Linked DNA regions of Mus musculus: region 1 is linked to region 2. The links are chromatin contacts, called in public HiChIP or PLAC-seq maps. All regions are on one chromosome and are shown on one strand. The core of a region is the stretch at or near the end of the contact, and the rest is flanking DNA. Distances in the headings are between cores, read along the strand shown. Region 1 has its middle 120 kb from the start of Gm39467. Region 2 has its middle 96 kb from the start of BC006965.

Region 1 (5,998 bases), core at 1,059-3,558, 390 kb after region 2:
TCCCTTCCTCCATCCAATACTGTTTACATCATTAATTCTTACTTAATCCTTTCATCACAAAGCATTCAAAGGCAAACCTAAAACAGAGTGAAATTATCCTGAATTCTTAGTGAAAGAAGCCCTTTGTAATTACAATATGTGTATATTTAGATCTGTGCTTTCAGGCTCTTACTGGAGACTAGGAGAAAGTCATCAGAATTCAAATAATATTTTGTTTTCCAAATTCTAGAACCACCTGTCTTGTTCATTTGAATTTTTAATGCTAGTATGTTTAATCAGATAACTCTATTATAAGTAGAATCAAGCCCCAGACTATGAACTTTCCTTCATTATCACAGCTAACCTTCCCAACAACTGTAGAAATAGGAGAGCAAATTAGCCCCATTTACAGATGGAGAAAGTGAGGCTCGAAGAAGCCATACTGCGGGGAACTGGGGAGACTGTTCAGTAAACAAGTGCAAAGACTTGAGTTTGATCCCCAGAACCTGTAAGAGAGGTGGTGCACTCTTGTACTTCAAGGGCTGAGAATATGGGAGAAAGGAGGGTTCCTGGGGCTTGCTGCTCAGCCAGCCTAACCTACTTGGCTAGCCCTAGGTCTGTGAGAAAGCTTATCTCAGAAAAGGGTGAGCAGTACCTGAGAAATAGACCTAGACTCATTCATATATATGCACACACACCTCGTACACATGTGCTCAGGAACACACACATGCACACACACACCTCATCCATACACATACCTCACACACATATGACTAGGAACACACACATATACACACTTCATACACATGTGCACAGAAACACACACACAGGCACACAAACCTCATATATATGTGCATAGGAATATACACACATGCACACACACACATACATACCTCATATACATGTGCACAGGAACACACACACCTCATACACACGTGCACAGGAACACACATATGCACCCACATACCTCATATGCATGTGCACAGGAACACCACACACACACAACACGAGTCACCTGTTGCACAAAACTTGCAAACCTCAGCCTGAATCTAGCAAGATCTTTTTTGAGCAGACGCAGGCAGTGGTCAACAACTGGAGGCTTTCAAGGACCCATGGAAACACTTGAAACTCTTTTTTTAAGAAAGAAAGAAAGAAAGAAAGAAAGAAAGAAAGAAAGAAAGAAAGAAAGAAAGAAAGAAAGAAAGAAAGAAAGAAAGGAAGGAAGGAAGGAAGGAAGGAAGGAAGGAAGATAGACAGACAGACAGACAGACAGAAAGGGAAAGGAAAGGAAAGGAAAGGAAAGGAAAGGAAAGGAAAGGAAAGGAAAGGAAAGGAAAGGAAAGGGAAAGGAAAGGAAAGGAAAGGAAAGGAAAGGAAAGGAAAGGAAAGGAAAGGAAACTATTGGTTCCCAAATACAGAGAACTTTAATTCCCATTACAGATTTTAAGTTACCTATTTACAAAATAGCAGTGTCTGCTATGGCCGTTAGTCAACTCTCAGTTATAAGAGAAAAAAAAAGAAAGAAAGAAAGAAAGAAAGAAAGAAAGAAAGAAAGAAAGAAAGAAAGAAAGGAAGGAAGGAAGGAAGGAAGGAAGAAAGAAAGAAAGAAAGAAAGGAAGGAAGGAAGAAAGAAAGCAAGCTGGAATCACAAGGTTAGATTTTTTTTCCTAACTCTCGAACCAACCAAAAGTTATTACCTTCCCCCATTCCCCTTTCCCTTATGAAATTACATTTAATGTGGGGTGGGGTGGGCTTTAATGTTCTTGGGTGGGATCCCTAAAACTAAGACGCCTTGGAGACTCCTAATTTCCTACACTAGCCTAGTGGTTCTGAGCCTTGCTACACTATATTGCAAGATCCAAGGGAATAACTCAGAGTCTATGACATCACATAGGCCTTTTGTTCTTGATATTTTTATATTAATCTACTCATCAATCTCTCCTATATCTTCCCTTGTAGTATATACTCAGGTTGGAAGGCATAAAGCTGTTATTTCTTCCAAAAACAATCAGCAGTGCTCTAACACAAAGGATCTGGAGTAAGTCTGAGGCCCTAGGGAGATGGTGCTATTGGCTTATAGAGTATTTCAGGATGGCTATGACCGGGGGCAAGACCAACTGGGGACTGGACTCTGTCACGGGTTCAGCAAGAACTTGGCCCAGCTCAAACAGACCAGCTCACCCCTGGGGGCAGGACCAGGCTGTTCCATGGGAGTTGAATAGGTCATTGGCGCAGGAAGTTTGCCAAACCTCATGTCCATCTGTCTGCAGAGAAGTCACATGCAGTGTGCTGGTCACCACAACCCCTTGCTTCCTTGAGGGAGTGTCCAGGCCAGGAGTGTTGGGCTTTTTGCCCAGCTATCAGGAGGCTCCCTACCCCTCACCCTCACGAGGCCCTTTGTATCCATCAGAAGCCAAAGCAAATAAACAAAAGCAAAGTTTTGATCTAGAGAGAGTTCTAGACAATCCTGCTAAAGGGAAGCAGTGGAGAGCTTCAGGGTGGTGCTCACATTGACCCCTCCTAAGCACCACTCCAAACAATCAACAGCCCTGGGCTTCTTCCCGTGTTTGGGAGAAGATACCTTTGAGTAGCTGTCCTGAGACCTCAGGGCTATCATAACTCTAGTGGTTCTGAGAGGCACAGTTGTCCATTTGCAATAGGAAGGATTCAGAGACCCTGAGTGGCTGGCATAAAGGCACATGGTAAGGCCGTCAGTGAAGGCAAGATTGCCATCCTGAGAGTAGTTAGGCTTCTACAATTGCTCTGGTGTCCCCCTGGCCGTTCCTCCAAAAGAAAGTGACCTCAAATCTTCCACTTTGGAATACAAAACCCCAGAGGCTGTGGGCCCTGCTGGGAGAAGGTCCCCGATGATGAATAACTCAGGTTTTTGACTCCCGAGTAATGTTTGTGTCCCCAGGACCTGGTAACTTAGATGATATTTGTCACTCTCATGCTTTGACTAAGCCAGGAGCTGACTCCTGCTGGCTGAGTGGGTAGGTGTGGCCACCCTCCCACACAACCCTCCCATGCACCCCTCCCACACAGAGCCACTGCAGCTTCTCCTGAGCTAGTTACCTCACACCCACCCACCAGCCACCCACCAAGGCAGGGCAGCTTACGTTTGGGCTGTCAGTGGCTTCTCACTTTCTGTCAGTTCGGGGTTCCTCCCGTGGGGCACCCGGAACATTCTCTCAGAATGGAACTGCTCCACCCACTTCATGCTTCCCAGTATAGGCAAAACTCATAAGACACCCCCAAAACGCACTCAGCAAGTTCAGGATATGTTACGAGTCTGCAACATCTTAAGGACATTCAGAAGACTAGGGGGCCTCCTAAACCCGTACTGTGTCTAGCAAAATAAGCTCTCAGCTTAGTCTCTAGCACCTAGCCATCCTGTCCCATCAGTCAAGGGCCCTGGAGTTACCTGAAACAAACAGACTGTGCCTTCAAGGAGCTCTGGGGCTGGGGAGGAAGACTTTTAAGGACACAGGTGGACCGGGGCTGGAGATGTAGCTTTGTTGGTACAGTGCTTGCTTAGCTTGCCTTGAGCCCTGGGTTCAATCTCCAGCATCACATAAAGTAAGCATCACTGTAATCCTGATACCTCGCGGGTAGAGTTAGGAGGGCCACAAGCTCCAAATCATCCTTGGTTACACAGCGAGTTTAAGGCCAGCCTGGACTATCTGAGATTCTGTCCCAATCCCCACTCCCCAAAAATTCAGGGCCTGCAGAGATGGACCAGTGGTTAAAAGCACTTGCTGAGAAAAACATAAGAACCCACATAAAACCCGGGTGTCGTCATGTGCACAGGTAACCCCATTGCTGTGGGGAGTGGAGACAAAAGATCACTGGGACTGCTGGCTGCTGGCTGCTGGCTGCTGGCTGCCGGCTGCCAGCCTAACTCCTAGGTCAGTGAGGACTCTGTCTCAAGGCAGAATTGATAGTACAAGATATTGGACCTGTTCCTCTAGCCTCTGCACGTGTGCACAGATATGCACATCTGCATACGCACATGCACACAGTTTCAAGTTTAAAAATTCAAACAAAGTGATGGGGGCATTGTATACCATACAACTCGAAGCCAGAAGAGGGGGCTTCACAGATATAGATAAGGCAGCCTGGAGTGACAGCAGATTAACTCACTCTCCCACCCATGAAAAGTCCACTGGCAGACTAATCCAGGAGTTGGGAGGGAGCTATTGCTTGCATTAGAGTCTAGAACCTAAAGCTCACCCCCGCTAGCTCCATTTGATGCGGCCTGACTAGACAGAAACTCACACAAGTTTGTCCAGGGGTATTCTCCCTGAGAAATCACAAGGGTCTTCAGGCCCTGTCCCTTGGGCTGGTAGCAGATTCTCTAGAACCAGGAGGCTAGCATGCGAGGGCCTCAGTCAATGGAGTTTGTGTCACTGGAGGCAATCAATATGCAAGCCTGAAAGACAGGCTCAGGAGTGTACCGTGGGCAGGCAGGGGTGTGGAGGGTGAGATTTCCTTTTGGCTGGGTCATCTTTCCCATGATCATGTTAAGTCTCAACTATTTCCAGTAAATGTGTCTGTACACAGGACAGTGGGTCACCTTCTGGTCCCAGCTGCTGCCAGGAACAGTGGTCAACAGCGAGATGTCTGATTGCCAGCCTGATCCCGTGACTCATTCATCAGGGACTCCAGAATGAGTTGGCTGAGCTTAGGCAGGCTTCTTCCAATAAGAGGGCAGACACCCTCAGGTCACTCAACTCCAAGGTGGCTCCACAGGACGAAGGCTCTAAGGTAGTGGGCACACAGCCTAGCATGTAGAGGCTTATGACATACAAGGTATCGGATGCCTTTCCTCTTGGCTGATCAGAGTGCTAGGCTCTAGGCTACAGATTCGGTAACATTATTTCAGCTCTCCAGGAGCATGTTAGATGATTTTCCCTCCATCTACAAATGAAGAAACTGAAGGTCAGTAACTCTTGCTGAGCCACCCCATCCAAGTGGCTGCACAGAGTACTACAGCTGCTTCATCTGACCCCAATGTTGTCTCTCCTCCAGAGCCACCTTCTTCTAGTTATTCTAAGGGCAGATGGGCAGGACTGACTGAGAAATAGGGTACGGAGAGTTAGAGAGAAACAGGGTGCCAAGAGCTAGCACGAGGCTTGAAATGCAGGCGGTTGGTCACAGCTTCTCCAACCTGCCTTCACCTGATGGGCTCAGACCAACAGAGGTCCCGCCAAGAAGTGGGCAACCAGTTGAAGCCTGTGCCTCCACATTCTGTTTCCCATCTTCTGCCAGCTCTGAAGTGCCAGGCAGCCACCTCCCTACCACCCAGAGAGGACAGAGAACACCAGTGCCTGGCACAAAAGCCCGCCTCTGGGGCCTGGTCCCTGGCTCATTGCACTCAGCTGTCGGATTAAAGGGGCTCAGACTAAGGTCGTCCTGCTTGGAAACTGGCAGGGCTACCCTACACCAAGGCAGGAGGCCCTTCCTTCCTCTGGGCTCTCCAGGAGGCCATCAGACATCCTGAAGGAGCCATGGTCAGAGAACACAGGTTAGGTTAGCATCCACTTTTCTTTCTAACCATTACAGAAGGCAGGAGTCCTCAGAGGCCCCAGGTGATCTTTCTCTGGGAGAAGGAAGTTCAGAATAGTTGGGAGTTCCTGGATGGAGGACACTGGCCTAACGCTTAAAGGTATGGTCCTGTTCCACGGAAGACTTCCTGCTCATGGTTTGTTTAGGGTAGATCACTTCAAAAAGGCCTACAACCACGTCATGAAGAAAATCGCAAACTATGATCCAGGGGGAAAAACCAGGTCAAGCTTCGTGGAACTAGGCCACCAGCAAGGAGTCTCTGGCGCCCAGTGTTTACAAAGCCGGGCACTCATGGTACATGGAAAACATCAGCCATCCAGGGAGGTTAGGTTAGGTTAGCCCTTTTCTTTTTCTTCTTCTTCTTCTTCTTCTTCTTCTTCTTCTTCTTCTTCTTCTTCTTCTTTTTTTTTTTTAGATGGGCTAAGGTGATGGTTGCAGATACCGCAGGTAC
Region 2 (6,227 bases), core at 1,967-4,466:
CATAAATACATACACATGTATACACATAAGTGTACACATGAACACACACAAGAGTGCATATATGCACATACACACAAGTACATACACACAGTATACACACAGGCACACATGTGTACACACGCACACATGTATACATAAATACATACACATATACATATAAGTGCACACATGAATACACACACAAGTGCATACATGCACATACACACAAGCACACACACACACACACACACACACACACACACACACACACACACACAAGAAAGTGGATCTCAGAAAGAAGGTACCTGGCTCTGTCCTCATTCTGATTTTCTCATAGTTCCTTTACAGAAGGCTCAGGGTTGCCTCTCACACAGCCCAGAGTCAGCTGGGTCTCATTGCATCTCCCTACTTCTTTAGGGTCTGAACCAAGCCTTGGCCATTTCTAGATTACAACAAAGGTCTACAGACCACAATTCAATCACCAAATTCAGCCCAGTGTCTGTTAGAAAGAGGTGCTAAAATAATGACCTACACGTTATCCACAGATGATTTTATTTTGATGGCAGAATCCAGTCTTTGTGACAGACTTTGGGCCTTAAAAGTCTAAACAATTTTCTATCTGAGCCTTTCTAGGAAAGAGTTGCCAGGCATCACACTAGAATATCTGTATGGCCCTTAGCTGGATGCATTGTTTCTTCTCTTGATCTCTTACAATTCATTCTCTACCAGGCAGACAGCTTTGTTTGTTTATAGAAGTCATACCATGATAGAATATGACCACTCAAAGCTGCCCATTAGCATTCACTATAATAAGAATAAAACACACTCTTCATTCCCTGGGCTAAGAAAATCTCACAATCTGGCCTCTGATTCCTCCCATAACCCCTTGATACAGACAAGCACAATCTCTCGAATGTATACACTGAAGCTCCAACACCCAGTGTGTCTGTATACAGGAATAGTTCTGAGGAAGGCAGTAAGATTAAATAAAGTTGTAATGATGGCGTTTTGATCCAACAGGCCTCTTTTTTTTTAAATATTTTTATTATTATGTATTTTCCTCAATTACATTTAGAATGCTATCCCAAAAGTCCCCTATACCCTCCCCCACACTTCCCTACCCACCCATTCCCATTTTTTGGCCCTGGCATTCCCCTGAACTGGGGCATATAAAGTTTGTGTGTCTAATGGGCCTCTCTTTCCAGTGATGGCCGACTAGGCCATCTTTTGATACATATGCAGCTAGAGTCAAGAGCTCCGGGGTACTGGTTAGTTCATAATGTTGTTCCACCTATAGGGTTGCAGATCCCTTTAGCTCCTTGGATACTTTCTCTAGCTCCTCCATTGGGGGCCCTGTGCTCCATCCAATAGCTGACTGTGAGCATCCACTTAGGCCTCTTAGACATCTAAGAAGAAGAGAAAGGTAGAAAGCTACCTCTCTCTTGCATGAATTAGGGAATAGCTTAGAAAGAATGAGAAGGTGTCTGTATATAGGCTGGGAAAAGATTCCCTGCTAAAAACAAAACGGGACTGTATCTTGATCTCGGACTGCAGAAGGGGGAGGAAATGAGTTACCGTTGTTCAAACCATGAAGTCGCAGGATTTTGTTGTGGCAGCTTAATGGGAAACATTCTCTCTGTCTCCGGTACTCTGACCTGGTAGCCCTGGAGGAAGGCGTGCTCCTGGTTACCTGATGCTTGCTGTTTGTTCTCATGGAGTGTTCACCCCACTGGATGCTGTTGGAGCTGTGACTCCTTACAGTTCAAGAAATGCCACAGGATTAATTATTTCGAATTTGGCTATGTTTAGAATCACCTAGGAGAGGTCCTTTGGGGAGCATCCATCTGTGGCGTTGTTTCTAGAGAGGTTTAACTGAATGAGAGTCACAGCATCACATGGGTTACGATCCCAAACTGGATATAAAGAGGAAATGGAGAGAGATTTCTGGGCATCAGAACTCACTTCTGTTTCCCAACCATAGATGCAAGGATGCCAACTGCCCATATTCCTTCGCCAGGCCTTCCCACCAGGATGAACTATATTCCTTCAAACCATGAGCCAGAGGAAACTCTTTCTTCTTTAAGTTGTTTTTGTCAGATGTCCTGTTACTCAACAAGAAATGTAAAATGATATGACGACTTTGGTTTATTGTCATTTTTCTCAGACTCTATCGCTGGCCAAGATTTTAAAATAACACCTCCACCCATATCCCTCTTGATACACGATATCCACAAAATTCCATGATTTAGGGTTTGATACTACATTAGCCCGTTGTTTCTTATAATATATACTCTATAGAATAATCCATTTTGATGGTTGATTCCCCTGTGTTATAAAGAAAACAAGAAGAGTCGATGGTATTTCGTAGGCACAAGACCCAGACTGTAGGAAAAGGTCATGTTGACTACTGGGATGAGAAAACCTGTGATAGACACATAAGTGTTCGAGGGAGCAGAGGGAGGGTCATGAATTCCATTTCTATCAGATGTTGGGGTGGCGATATCTCATAGTCAATTAGATATACAAGCTTGGAATTCATGAGAGAGATTGGGGTTAAAGATAAAAAATGTGAGTCACCCAGATTTAGATGATATTTAAAGCCATGATCCATAGCAAGGTTTGTTAAGTAAGAAATGTGTAAGTAAGAGAAAAGCCCCAGGAGCTCTGGGATTCACAATTATTTACAGGCTGAGGAATGAAGTGCATCAAAGCTAAAGGAAAGAGAAAATGACTCTATCAAGGGGACAGGAGAAACAGTAGAAAAACAATGAAAGGTGGCATTTCCAATGCTGAAGAAGTACCAGAAGAGGAATGGAGGTTCTGAGCCTGAGGTAGGAGATGAGTAACGGAGACAGAAACTTTGTGAGGTAGGGTGAAGAAGAGCCCATAAGACAAAGGTGATCGGAAGCTGGGAGGCAGAGCTAAAGGTAACAATTTCAAAGAGTTCTGTTAACATGGCAGAAAGAAAAATGTTGTAGGTGGAGGAAGCTAAGAGGAAGGGGACAGGGATCCAGAAGGGGAGTCCAGTGCACTGTGGATGGTAAGTACCAATAGATGGTAAGGACACTAGACTGCAAAGACCATGTCACAATCAAGAGTGGTCACCGATGAGGTGACGTGTTTACAGTGGCTATGGGTGGAATAGTACCCTTTGCTGGGATCTAGATACTGACTGCAGGGAAAGCAGAAGACACGGGGCTAGAAGAGGTAACGAGGTGACTCATTTTTAGGTGGCTGCCTGCTTGTTTTCTCAGTGAGTACAAGGTGAGGTCATCAACTGAGAGTGAGGGGGTGGATGTCAGGAGAGGAGATGTCACACTGTGGCCTGGGGTGGAAGGACTGAGTTGACCAGGGAAATGTAGAAAGATTGCCAGAGATTGCCAAGGGCCCATGGGAGGCCCATAGTCAAACATCAAGGCATGACCATGCAGTCCTACCCCATGTCTTTCTCCAGCTGGCCCCAAAAACACTGGTCCAGACTTATGGGAGGAACGTGTCTATGCTGAAACCGGGAGGAGATATTCAGATCTGCAGACTGGAGGGAACAGTGGGGGCTGTGTGCTTATGCGATGGTTTTGATGTCAGAGAAGATAATGAAGACATGGAAGAATGGGGGGATTAACCCAGAGGTCAGTGTGTCCAAGGACTAAAAAGAGTAAGGAATTTTCTGAGGTCAGGCTCATAGAGGTATTTGTCTAGAAGGTGGTAAATGGTGAGTGGCGAGTGGGATCCTCCACACATGATTTGAGAAGCCAGCAAGAAGATCCACAGTAACTGCACAGAGCTGAGAAATGAGCAAGCTGTCAAAGAGGAAGAGGAGAACATCCTTAGAAGATGAAAAAAAAAACAAAAACAAAGAGAGAACAAGTGGGGAGGTGGGGAGAGAGATGCAACATCTGCTGGGATTTTTTGTCCTATTCCTAGTCATAATAAATGTGGTGGTGCCCATGGTATGACCAAAGTGCTCAAGAGTAGGAGAGAGTGAGAGCTGACAGGTTGCTGGCCATGGGAAGAGCAATAAGGTACACATGATCTAAAGCCATGAGTATCAAAGGAGCAGAATTTCAGGAAGATAGAAAGGATGGTGAGATGGCCTGCGGATAGAATAAGGAGCTGGAAAGATGCACAGCTGCCTTGTAGAGATGCTGCCAAAGGCTAAAGGAAAGCCAGGGGCTTCAAAGAGTGCAAAGAGCATCTGAGCTTGCCATCATCAGCAAGTATGGCTCATTTTGGTATAGGCACAGTGAGCAGGTTTTAAAAGACCACATAGTGGGTAGTCATGTTAGATTGGGTGATATGCAGAGTTAAAAGACGAGAAAAGTCTATGCCTGTTTCCTCCAGAACAAAATATACCATATGTAGCTTATGAGAACAGAAATATACACTGTCATAGTTCTGCAGGTCATGTGTGTGTGTGTGACATCAGTGTCAGCTGTGCCACATCACCTTTGTGACCCACAGGGAAAGAGTCTTCTTGCCAGTTCCAGCTTCTGCAGCCCCAGTCTGTCACTACAGTCTCCACAGGATATTGTACGGTCTGTCCCTCAAACAGTCTTTACTCTGTGCCTGGCTGTCTCGGGGTCCAAATTTCTCCTTTTTAATAGGGACACCACTCATGTTGGATGAGGGCCCACCCTAATGACCTCATCTTAACTTGATTAAATCTGTGTGCCTGGGCACTTGAGCTGTTACAATAAAAACACTATAAAACTGGTCACTCACAAGCAACAGACATTTGTGTCTTGCAGTTCTAGGGGCTGGGAAATTTAAGATCAAAGCACTAACAGGTTTGGGAGCTGGCAAAGGCTCCCTTCCTGATAGACAGGTACCTTCTAATGATATCTTCACGGGATAGGCAAACAACCTTCTCTCCTGCCCCCTGAACTTCTAGTCCCATCCATGACAGCTCTACCCTTGTGGCTAAATTTCTTCTAATATTACATGGGGGATCAGGTGTAGCCTCTCCTGCCAGCATTAAAGTTCACAAAACAAAAGGATCGTCCACCTCCATTCACCGCTCACGCCCCTGTATATAGAACCATACATACCCAGTATCATGTACAATCACAATAATCTGCAACTATGCTAAGTCCTAATACTCTTGGCTTCTTGGAGTTAAGGTGTCAGCATAGCTCTTGGGGGTAGCACAATTCAACCCATAGGAAGGTCAGGCTGATATCACATGGTCCTCTACCATTTACACAACAATGGAGTGAATTCTGGGGTTTTCTTGTGTGGGCAAGCAGTTTGTGTCCTGGGATTGTTGTCTAAATGGGTGAGTGAGAAGAAAGGCATCATGGCAAAGAAGTGTGGTCCCACAAAGATATAGTGGACATATGAGTTCAGGCCAGCACAAGACGTCTGTGAGCCTGCTTTGTAGACTGGGTGGGTAGGGTGCAGCTAAGTAGTCAGTAAACCTTTCTGTTACTCAGGCACTAGTTAACTAGATTCAAGTTACACTGTTCTAACTCTAAAACAACAACAAAAAATTGAAAGAAAAAAAACCCACCTGGGTTGTTTTGTCCTCAGAGGCTCTGCACACACCATCCCACTGCTTGGAGAAGTCTCTCGGAGCTTGTGACAGCTGGCTTCATCTCTCTTCCAAGACAGATCATCTCAGAAACCTCCTGTTTAGAAAAATCTGCCACGGCTATCCCTTCTAGATTCCAACTTCATCCACCGCTGATTGACTTGTCGTCGTTTTCTGAAAAGGTACCACTCTCCACCATGCTCCCATGGTTACTGCTCGTCTCTCCCACCAGCATCAAACGTCACAAAGTCAAAAGCCTATCGTCCTCCATCCACCATTGAACCATAGCTGGCGGAGATAGGAATAACAGCAGCAAAAGGAGCCATCCTGACCACGTTCCTTGTCTGGCTCAATAAGCGTAAGTATGCCCAGAGCATAAGTTATCCATGCTTTCTCATTCTCGTCTATAAATGAAAGAGTTGGAGCCCAGGGTTAATGGTATAAACCTGTAATGCCAGCTACTCGGGAGACAGAGAAGGGAGGATTGCAAGTTCATTGCCTGCCTGGGTTACGTACCTAGTTGGAGGCCAACCTAGAGGAAAGGCATAATGGGCCAATACTTTCCTACAGTCGCTGAATTAGGTCCAATACCCAACATTGACACCGCCATCCCCCCTAAAAAATGTGCTTAGGTCTTAACTTTGAGATGCTTTTAAGTCTCTCAACATCAGTCACATGACAGCCTGACATCACCAGACACCCACTGGAACGCTGATGT

What was found. HiChIP or PLAC-seq counts read pairs in DNA pulled down with a chosen protein or histone mark.
Region 1: a contact with region 2 is called in a FOXA1 HiChIP or PLAC-seq map of pancreatic cancer cells. The contact joins two enhancer-like sites.

Annotation. Positions count from the first base shown.
Region 1 is chr11:113,006,498-113,012,495 of GRCm38.p6, forward strand. No RefSeq gene overlaps it. Among named protein-coding and RNA genes, the nearest start is that of Gm39467, 120 kb to the right of the region's middle. Within about 2 kb of position 2,309, at least 38 of the 459 cell types and tissues checked have an H3K27ac peak or open chromatin away from gene starts, as enhancers often do. A contact at or near this core is called in pancreatic cancer cells, where this site is marked.
Region 2 is chr11:112,612,580-112,618,806 of GRCm38.p6, forward strand. No RefSeq gene overlaps it. Among named protein-coding and RNA genes, the nearest start is that of BC006965, 96 kb to the right of the region's middle. Within about 2 kb of position 3,217, at least 24 of the 459 cell types and tissues checked have an H3K27ac peak or open chromatin away from gene starts, as enhancers often do. A contact at or near this core is called in pancreatic cancer cells, where this site is marked.